Regions from separate parts of the Lactuca sativa genome. Here region 1 is linked to region 2. The links are chromatin contacts, called in public Hi-C maps. All regions are on one chromosome and are shown on one strand. The core of a region is the stretch at or near the end of the contact, and the rest is flanking DNA. Distances in the headings are between cores, read along the strand shown.

What was found. Hi-C and Micro-C count contacts between places; a contact is called where the count stands out from the background.
Region 1: a contact with region 2 is called in a Hi-C map of leaf, with 6 times the contacts expected there. The contact joins the promoter of LOC111894110 here to the promoter of LOC111894163 in region 2. A contact is called at or near these places in 3 of 4 Hi-C or Micro-C datasets (leaf and seed).

What each region holds. Positions count from the first base shown.
Region 1 is chr6:38,266,157-38,271,194 of Lsat_Salinas_v11, reverse strand. It overlaps LOC111894110 (UDP-glycosyltransferase 73C11), which reads left to right and starts at 2,431. Exons shown (of 1, transcript XM_023890186.2): 1 at 2,431-4,234. The coding sequence starts at 2,578. The coding sequence ends at 4,068. LOC111894085 (UDP-glycosyltransferase 73E1) reads right to left here. Exons shown (of 1, transcript XM_023890158.3): 1 at 4,558-5,038. The coding sequence ends at 4,709.
Region 2 is chr6:38,053,173-38,057,714 of Lsat_Salinas_v11, reverse strand. LOC111894163 (UDP-glycosyltransferase 73E1) reads right to left here and starts at 2,359. Exons shown (of 1, transcript XM_023890248.3): 1 at 165-2,359. The coding sequence starts at 1,914. The coding sequence ends at 439.

The sequences.
Region 1 (5,038 bases), core at 1,182-3,681, 210 kb before region 2:
GAAGAAGAAGAAGAAGAAGAAGAAGAAGAAGAAGAAGAAGAAGAACTTGATGAATCTTCAATGTATTAATGATATGAATGATGTTCCGTTACATAAGATTCACACACACATACACTTTTTCTCTCTAGTTTCTCTCTCTAGAACTCCCATCCTTACAATATGGCTTCCCTCCTCACTAATGCTTGACCGAAAACGTCCCACCCTTGGTTCTTGTCTCCTAAAACATGCCTTTTACTCCAATATATACCTATGGATCTAAGGCCAAGGCCCAAACCCAATACCCAAACCGAAATCCCATGAGTTTTCGGTCCAAGCTACAAATAAACCCAATAATATTTTCTCCCAAGACTAAAAACAATAAATGTTTAGAAAAGCAAAGTATAAACAAATTTTTAGACCCAACAATTCCTCTATAGCTAAACTCATTGGTATCAAGGTTTTGCTTGCTTTAGGTGATCAACATTCTTGGCCTCTTATTCAATTGGATGTGAATAATGCTTTACTTAATGGGGCATTGGATGAAGAGGTTTACATGAAGTTACCGTAACAATATATTTGTAATTCTCCCACTTCAAAAGATAAACCACTTTTATGCAACTTGGAGAAATCTTTCATGGCTTAAGGCAGGCATCTCATCAATGGTATGCCACTTTTTCTTCATATCTACTTTCACAAGGATTTACACAACCGAAATCAAATTATTCATTATTTTATAAGGGTAAAGGATCATCTTATGTAGCTTTGTTAGTCTACGTGGATGATATTATGTTAACATGTGCTTATATTCATGAAATTAAGTCTATTCAGCAGACTTTAAGCAACAAATTCAAGCTTAAGGATTTAGGAAAGTTACAACATTTCTTGGGTCTTTAAATTACTAGATCATCATATTGGCATTTACATTTCTCAACGACAATATGTTCTCAATCTTTTAGAAGAAATTGGCATGGTAGCTGCAAAACCAGTCAATCATCCAATTTGATCCTACTTGTAAAACATTGAATTTCAATGGGGCACCTTTAACAAATACTTCTCAATACATACAATTAGTTGGACGATTAATGTACTTAATTATAACAAGGCTAGACATTACATATGCAGTAAATAAGCTAAGTCAGTTTGTAGGACCCTGGTCAAGGATTGTTTTTGTCGTCCGAACCTTCTTTAAAGATCACATCCTTTTCTGATTCAGACCGGACAAGATGTCCTGATGCTAGAAGATTTGTTTCTGGTTTTTGTGTATTTCTAGGAGAATCAATGATTTCTTGGAAATTAGAGAAACATTCCATTGTTTCAATATCTTCCACCGTAGTTGAGTACCGAGCCATTGTTGTTGCTACAACCGTGATTATTTGGCTTCAACATCTGTTAAGGAATTTCAATATTCATATTCATCAACCCATTCTCGTTTTTTGTGATAATGAATCGGCAGTCAAGCTCGCATCTAACCAACCTTTCATAAATGTATGAAACACATCGAGCTTGATTGTCACTTTATTCAAGACAAAGATTTTTGGAAAATACAACCAAGCTCATGCATATACCCACAACACACCAATTGGCCGACAGATTTACTAAACCATTACTTGACATAAGATGCTACCTATAATGACCAAGATAGTTTTAAAAAACATCTTCCAAAGTCTATCTTGAGGGGGGAACATTACTGTTATATTTATGTTATTATACTTTATCACAATTAATTTAGTAGTTTGGTTAAACAGTTAACTTAATCATTGGTGTTAATTTGTTAGGTGTATGATAGCTAGAAGAGTGTAGTATAAGTTGTAATATAAATGTTTGCTTTGTAAGAAAGTCAAAGAATGAAAATACAATGAAATTTTCTTCCATTTTCTTTTCTCTAAAAACGAACAGAAGATGAAAATAATTATGAGAAAATTACTTAATCTCCAAGTATCTTATTGAACCAAATCTGAAAAACTGAATGAAAAACATAAGAAACAATATCCTATTTATACTAGACGGACTGAAATCCTTCTCCAATACAAAAACATAAATAAATGGAAACTTTCCTAAATGCCCCTGGAAAAATGTTTATTTGTAAATTATCTAACCTAGGGAGTATCAATAGGTTGAGCTATACTTAAAGATTATCTACTAGTTCTTCCTATATTTTGTTCCTACTTAATATACTCCTATAAAATAATGACAAGTGAAATCCACTAATTATCTTTCTTATTTTTTTTTTCTTGATTTTGACACTTGTCATGTTCTAGTGAGTAGTAAGATTAGTAAAGAATGATATTTGATTTCTCATTGGATTATTAACGACTCTTCTAGACTCTATTGGTAATTGCCGCGAGATACAAGAAATATGCTTTCCTGCCTTGACAAAGTTGTAATTATCTACACCTTCTCCACAGAAGTAGAGATGCTTATGTGCATGCTTGCATCATCACATATTTATCTAATAAAATAAAATTAAGGGCATAAGATTAATAGCATTAAAAAAAGGGAGGGGAAAGAGAAAGATCATGCATTTATATTTACAATTCATACACCATTCCCTTATCAAACCTTGATTCAGTTTCTCCATCATACCAGCCAGACTCTCAAATGGCTTTAGAGAAACCACAAGACAACCAACTTCAGTTTCTTATCATACCCTTAATGTCACCAGGCCACTATATTCCCACCATTGACATGGCCAAGTTACTAGCTCAACATGGTGTTAAAGTCACCATAGTTACCACCCCAGTCAATGCCCTCAGATTTGGGTCAATCCTTGATCAAGCAGTCCAATCAGGTCTTCCCATCTGTTTTCTGGAATTCCCACTTCCATCTACAGAGTTTGGCTTACCAGAGGGTTGTGAAAGCTTGGATGATCTTCCAAATTTGGGCTTAGCCAAAGAACTTTTCCTTGCCCAAAGTTCACTACAACAACAAGTGGAACAATACATTGAAAACTCTGAGCCTAAGCCAAGTTGCATACTATCCGGGACATTTCTCCAATGGCCAGCTGAAACAGCAAAAAAGTTTCAGATTCCAAGGATTATATTCGATGGAATGAATTGCTTCACACAGATGATTAACCACGTTTTGTACCTCACCAAGGTATATGAAAGTGTGGGTGAGTCAGAGTCGTTTGTTTTACCCGGTTTGCCTGATCGAATTGAACTAACAAGATCCCAACTATCTTTTGCATTCAATTCCTCCGGCTCCAAAGAAGTGAAAGAATTCCATGAAAAAGTTCGGGTATCTGAATCCGAAGCATATGGAGTAATCATAAACAGTTTTCAGGAGTTGGAACAAGGATACTCTGATGAATATCAGAAAATCAAAGAAGATAAAGTTTGGTGTGTAGGTCCATTATCGCTATGCCATAAGGATGTATCAGAGAAGGCCCTGAGAGGTAACAAACCCTCCATTAACAAGAACGAATGCCTGAAGTGGCTAGATTCTAAAGATAATGCTTCGGTGATCTATGCATGTCTAGGAAGTATTAGTCGTATGGAGCCTGACCAGTTAGTCGAGCTTGCTTTAGCTCTAGAATCCTCTAACAGACCATTTATTTGGGTTGTTCGAGCAGGCCACAAGACTCCGAAGATAGAAAAATGGATAGAAGAAGATGGGTTTGAAGAGAGAACCAGAGATCGAGGTCTATTGATCCGTGGGTGGGCTCCACAGCTGTTGGTTCTATCCCACCCTGCAATTGGAGGGTTCTTGACTCACTGTGGCTGGAATTCAACTCTAGAAGGGGTGTGTGCTGGTGTCCCCATGGTGACATGGCCTCAGTTTCAGGAGCAGTTCTATAATGAGAAGTTAGTTGTACAAGTGTTGAGGATTGGAGTTAGTGTTGGTGCTCAAAGTGTGGTGCATTGGGGTGAAGAAGAAAAGTCTGGAGTGCAAATAAAGAGTGAGGAATTGAGGAAGGCTATAGAGATGGTGATGGAAGAAGGGAAAGAAGGAGAAGAGAGAAGAAAGAGAGCTAAAGAACTTGGTAAGATGGCACATAAAGCAGTAGAAGAGGGAGGATCTTCTCACCAGAATATGAGAAGACTAATTGAAGATATCAGGAACCAATCGAGTACTAGGAATTCAAGCTAAGAAGATCAAGTTCAATCCGATTTATTGAAGCTTTTTCTGTTGTTATACAATGATCTTTAATTTTCGCCACGTTAAATTTGAATTGATTAGCCTTTTCATTTGGTAGTAGCTAGAATATGTGTATTGATTGACTAGTATCAAATATATTTTTAGTTTTTAAGGTAAATATGAATGTTAATTCACAATATATAAATAGGTGACAATTTAATATATCTTGGTAAATGGTCTTTAGATATGTTGCATTTCAGCCAGCTCAGAAAACTGTGGCATTTGGTATAAAGATTCTAACTTTACCTACAATTAATTTAATTAAATTAAAAAGAAAACCACCACATATCTTGATCCTTCGTCACGTGGCATGTGGCCTTTGATTATGACTCCTAATGATGTAAGAGCTTAGGTAAGAAGATTTGGATTTATGTGACAGGATTACGATTTCTAATTGTCTTGAAAGAAAATTAATTTGAAAAACGTAACAAAACCCAATAATTCATGTGAAACATTGTATGTTACTAATTATTTATTCATTGTAGTATCTTGAACAAACTACAAATTTTGAAACCAAAACATAACCTTTCAAAATAAGAATAAGAATCATCAAATAAATGTTGGTAAATCACTAGCTACCAATTCCTGCAACTCAACCTGCCAATCCCTTACTCATGTGTACAATAATATCTTCAATGAACAATTTTAAATTTAGCTGAGATGATCCTCCATCTTCTAACGCCTTTTCAGCCACCCCCCTGAAATACTTAGCCTTTTCTCTTCTCTCTTGTCCTTCAATACCTTCATCCATTACTATCCTCACAGCCTTACACACATCCTCCCTTTTCACTTGTACCAAATCTGAATCTTCCTCTCCTAAATGCATCACTGATTCAGCCCCAACACCGACACCAGTCCCCACTACATCCACAGCCACCCTCTCGTTAAAGAACTGTTCAGCGAATTGAGGCCACGTAATCAT
Region 2 (4,542 bases), core at 1,110-3,609:
GTATATAAAATTGGTAGTAGAATAGAAAAATATAAATGTTGAGGAATACACCCTTACACCCTCGGTCTAATCGTTTTAATTAATTTAATTAGAGTAGCGAAAAGTCATGAAAAGACAGGACAAAAATCGAAACTACCCTTCACTTTAAGGACAAACTAATTAGATAAATAAAGTGGGACAAGATGCATAAAGTTTTAATAAGGACAGAAACCATTTCTATAATTTACTCTACAGATACTATAAAAAAATAAACTTGGACATGTAACTGATTTGCCTCGTCAATTAAATCTATGAAATTCACCCCCACAAAATTTCAACTGATACCTAACAATCTTCTTTTTTTTTAACAGCCACTTATTGATACGTAACAATCTATAAATAAAGATATCATACACCAAGACATAAAAATATGTTTGGAGTAATAGTTTTCTACTTTCTTCATCTGGTTTTGAGTTGCATATCTGTTAGATGCTGAACCAAAGATGATACGTTGAGATAAGAAGATCCTCCTTCCTCCATTGCTCTCTTCGCCATTTCCGCAAGCTCACTCACCCTCTTCCTTCTCTCTTTTCCTTCTTCGCCTTCATCCATTAAACATTCCACAGCCCTCTTCACGTCTTCCTTCTTCACCAACACTTCCATCTTATCTTCTTCCCCGAAAGGAACAGGAATATCCACACCAATCCTGACCCCAATCTTCAGAATCTCTACGATGAATGCTTCGTTAATAAACTGGTCAGCAAAATGCGGCCATGTAACCATTTGCACACCTGCACAGACTGCTTCGAGAGTAGAATTCCATCCACAGTGTGTCAAGAAACCACCAACTGCTCGATGTGACAATATCAACACTTGTGGTGCCCAACCATGGACTATCAACCCTCGGTCGCTCACCCTTTCTTCGAAACCTTCTTCTGAAAACCATTTCTCCAGTTCTTCGGTTTTGTCTCTTACGCACCATATGAAGGGCTTGTTCGTGGACTCTAGTCCTAGCCCAAGCTCGATCGACTGTTGTGTAGAAGCACGTGTAAGACTTCCCAAGCAAACGTAGACCACTGACCCGGGTTCCCTTGCATCAAGCCATTTCAAGCAGTCATGCTCGTTGATCGTAGCCTTGTTTCCTCTCTCTGCTATATCCGAGTTATCTTTGTTACATAGAGAAACAGGGCCTATACACCATATTTTGGTATCTTTTACCTTTTTTAATTCCTTAACGTACTCAGGTTCTAACTCCTCGAAAGTGTGAACCACGATCCCGTAAGCTGTTTTTTCCGCTGCTGCAGCACGACTCCAGAACTCCATTTGGTCTGCTGTCCTGGCTTTGAAGGAACCAGTAAGCTGAGGTTTAGTGAACTCAACTCGGTCAGGGAGGCCACTCAGAACAAAGCGTTCTGAGTTCGATTCAATCGTGTCTAACATTTTAGAAGTTAAGACAACGTGCATGGACAGGAGCCAGAAGCATCCGGGTCCATGGAACACGAGCCGAGGAATGTTAAGCCTCTGAGCCACGTCTCCGGTCCAGGGAAAACAAAAGTCTGAGATTATGCAAGATGGAGGAGGAGAAAGTTCCCGGAGAAGATTTTCCGCTGGTTGTTCTAACAAGTTGATAGCTGCGAATAGTTTATTGGAAGACTCAAACGAGGGAAGTGTGTCAAAGCTCTCGCATCCTTCGGGTAAACCGACTTCTGCTAATTGGAGGTGGAGTTCAAGTAGCTTGATCATGAGCTTGGATTCGTTTGCTCGTTCGATAACTTGTCTAAATCGATTGGCAACAAGAGGAGTGGTGAATATTGTCACCATGGCCCCACGAAGGGCTAGTATTCGGGCAATATCCACCATGGGTACCATATGGCCTTGAGCCATTAGAGGGAACATGACGACATGAAAGTCAGTCACAGGTGCAACCATTTTCATTGAACTTTGAACTGGGAAAGCTTCTGTGTTTGTTTGTTTCTATGACGAAGTTGCAGAAGAGGTGTTCTCTTAAATAACATATAAAACCCACAAAGTCAAGAGCTTTATGTGAAAAGGAAAAAGATCAAAGCAGCAGCTAGCATTACAAACAATTTGTATAAAACAAGAAAAGTTTGGCAGTTTTGTGTAGTCATCACATGTTATCAAAAGAATGCGTGGCTACAACGACACCGCCAGCCTGCTTTAGAGAGAAGTGCAGGAAATGTATACTGAAATGCCTATAATCTTGATCACACATGGTTCAATCTAGAAAGGTGAATAGGCCATGGCACTCATACCCAAAAGAGAGATAATGCAACATTTGTGGTGATAAACGAAATAATTTCCAAACATTTGAGTTGAACACTTTTCACTGAACAAGATCATAAGAATATATCAGCACTAGAACAAAGAGATCAATACCTACGAAATTTAGAGCAACGATTTTTCTATTTTAAAAATAGTGTAGACCCTCGACGGAAATTGTCACATTTTAAATCTAGTGATGGACACGGAAGCTGATACTTACAAAATTTGGTCATCATTCTTCTAAATTATACTAATCTTTCGCTACAAAATTTGGTCGTCATCGGCATAACAGCCATCCGGCCGCCTTTTAGACCCTCAAAATGGTGCCTTGTAGGTTAATTTTCGACCAAATTGTGTAACACCCATAAAATTTAAGCTAGTTTAAAACTTTTTTTAAATATTTAAAATCATTAACTTATTATAGTTTGTTTTTAAAATAGTTTAAACATGAGAGTATCACCAGAATCAAATCATGAAAATATAAGGAGGTGCACGATCATGTCTTCGTCTTCCCGCGATCATCAAAATTCAGAGGTACCTGAAACAAAATCAATAACTGTAAGCCCGGAGCTTAGTGAGTTCCCCAAAATACCAACACCATACAAATATAATCATGTCATATAAACAAATACAGCATGCATAATGAGCCTTTAGCCTGACTGGACCGCCTCGCAGGCCTTCAGCCTATCTGGACCGCACTCCGAGCCTTCGGCATGTCTGGACCGCCTCTCAGGGCCTTCAGCCTATCCGGACCGCTCGTCGGGCCTTCGGCCTAACTAGTATGCCCTAACCGGGTCTGCAGTCTATCCGGTCCGCCCTAGGTATCTTGGCCTACAGCACAAAACAGGACCTGCCTTAACCAATCCCCAAACCAACAAACATGTGCACATAAATATCATACGCTAGCTAGCATGTACAGATAGTCATACAAATCTAACAGATCACTAACATGGCAACCATCCTATAACCATGATATCGATCTAACTGATCACTAACATAGCAACCATCCTATAACCAGGATAACGATCTAACAGATCACTAACGTAGCAGCCATCCTATAACCAGGATACAAATCTAACAGATCAATAACATAGCAACCATCCTATGAACAGGATGCAAATCATAAAGGGTCGGCCTTGGTGCCTTAGACCCTGTTGATATAGTGAGAAGAACTCACCTCAAAAGTAGCTCGAAGTGATAAAGTCAAACTCTACCAAATGCAGCTCCAAGTCCAACACCTACATCCACCAATGATCCACTTCCATGATTTCCCAAATTACCAAAATACCCTCAGAAGTCAAACTGGTCAACCCTTGGTCAAAGTTAAAGTCAACAGTCCATGTTAACCCGACTTGTCGAGTGCAGCTAGCAACTCGTCGAGTTCCTTAAGAACTCAGAAATCATCAAAACCCTAATTGACTCGTCGAGTTTCCAACCAACTCGTCAAGTCCATGTGTGTCCAGATGTCGGGGAAAACCCTAACTAACTCCTCGAGTTCATGTGGTCCAATTCTTATCCAGACATTTTCAAGCCACCCCAAAGCTCCATATTGCAGATCTGACCTCCTAGGGCATGGTTTTCACATAAAGTTGCAAACTTTACGTGCATGCATGGTCCTAAATACCAAAACCAAGCTAAGGGAAAGGTTTAACCCAAGGAGAAATGCCCAAGTTGCTAAATCAGATAACTTTATGGCTATAGGGACCAAGAGGAGTCCAGATCTAAAGTTACAACTTCAGATCATGCCCAATACCCGAAATGACTCCCAAATATACCAAAGATGGCCCTAAACCCAAGCATGAAGAGATCTAACTAAAGATAAGCCAAAATAACGACTTGTTAGCTTCAAAATGATGCCAAGATGAAGTAGAGTCAGATCCACAAGCTCCTCTTTGCTCCAAGCTTCTTATACTTCACACCTTCTTCACAAAATGCACCAAAATCACTCTTTAGGCCTCACAAACACTCAAGAACAAGGGTAATAGCGATTAGGGTTTCTTCTGGCCATCGAGAGGTGGTAAGGGAATGGGGGAAAGGAATTAAGGTCCTTTAAATAGGGTGCAAACCCTAAAAATTAGGGTTTCCATGCACATCCTCTACTCGTCGAGTCGGGGTCCTCCGACTCGTCGAGTAGAAGTCATAATTCATGCGGGCCTTATCAGTCCCTACTCGACAAGTTTGGGCCTTCAACTCATCGAGTAGGCTTCCTTAATTGCATGAAAATCTCTACAATCTCATTTCTGGAAATCGGGGTGTTACATTGTGTTGGATTTCCATATA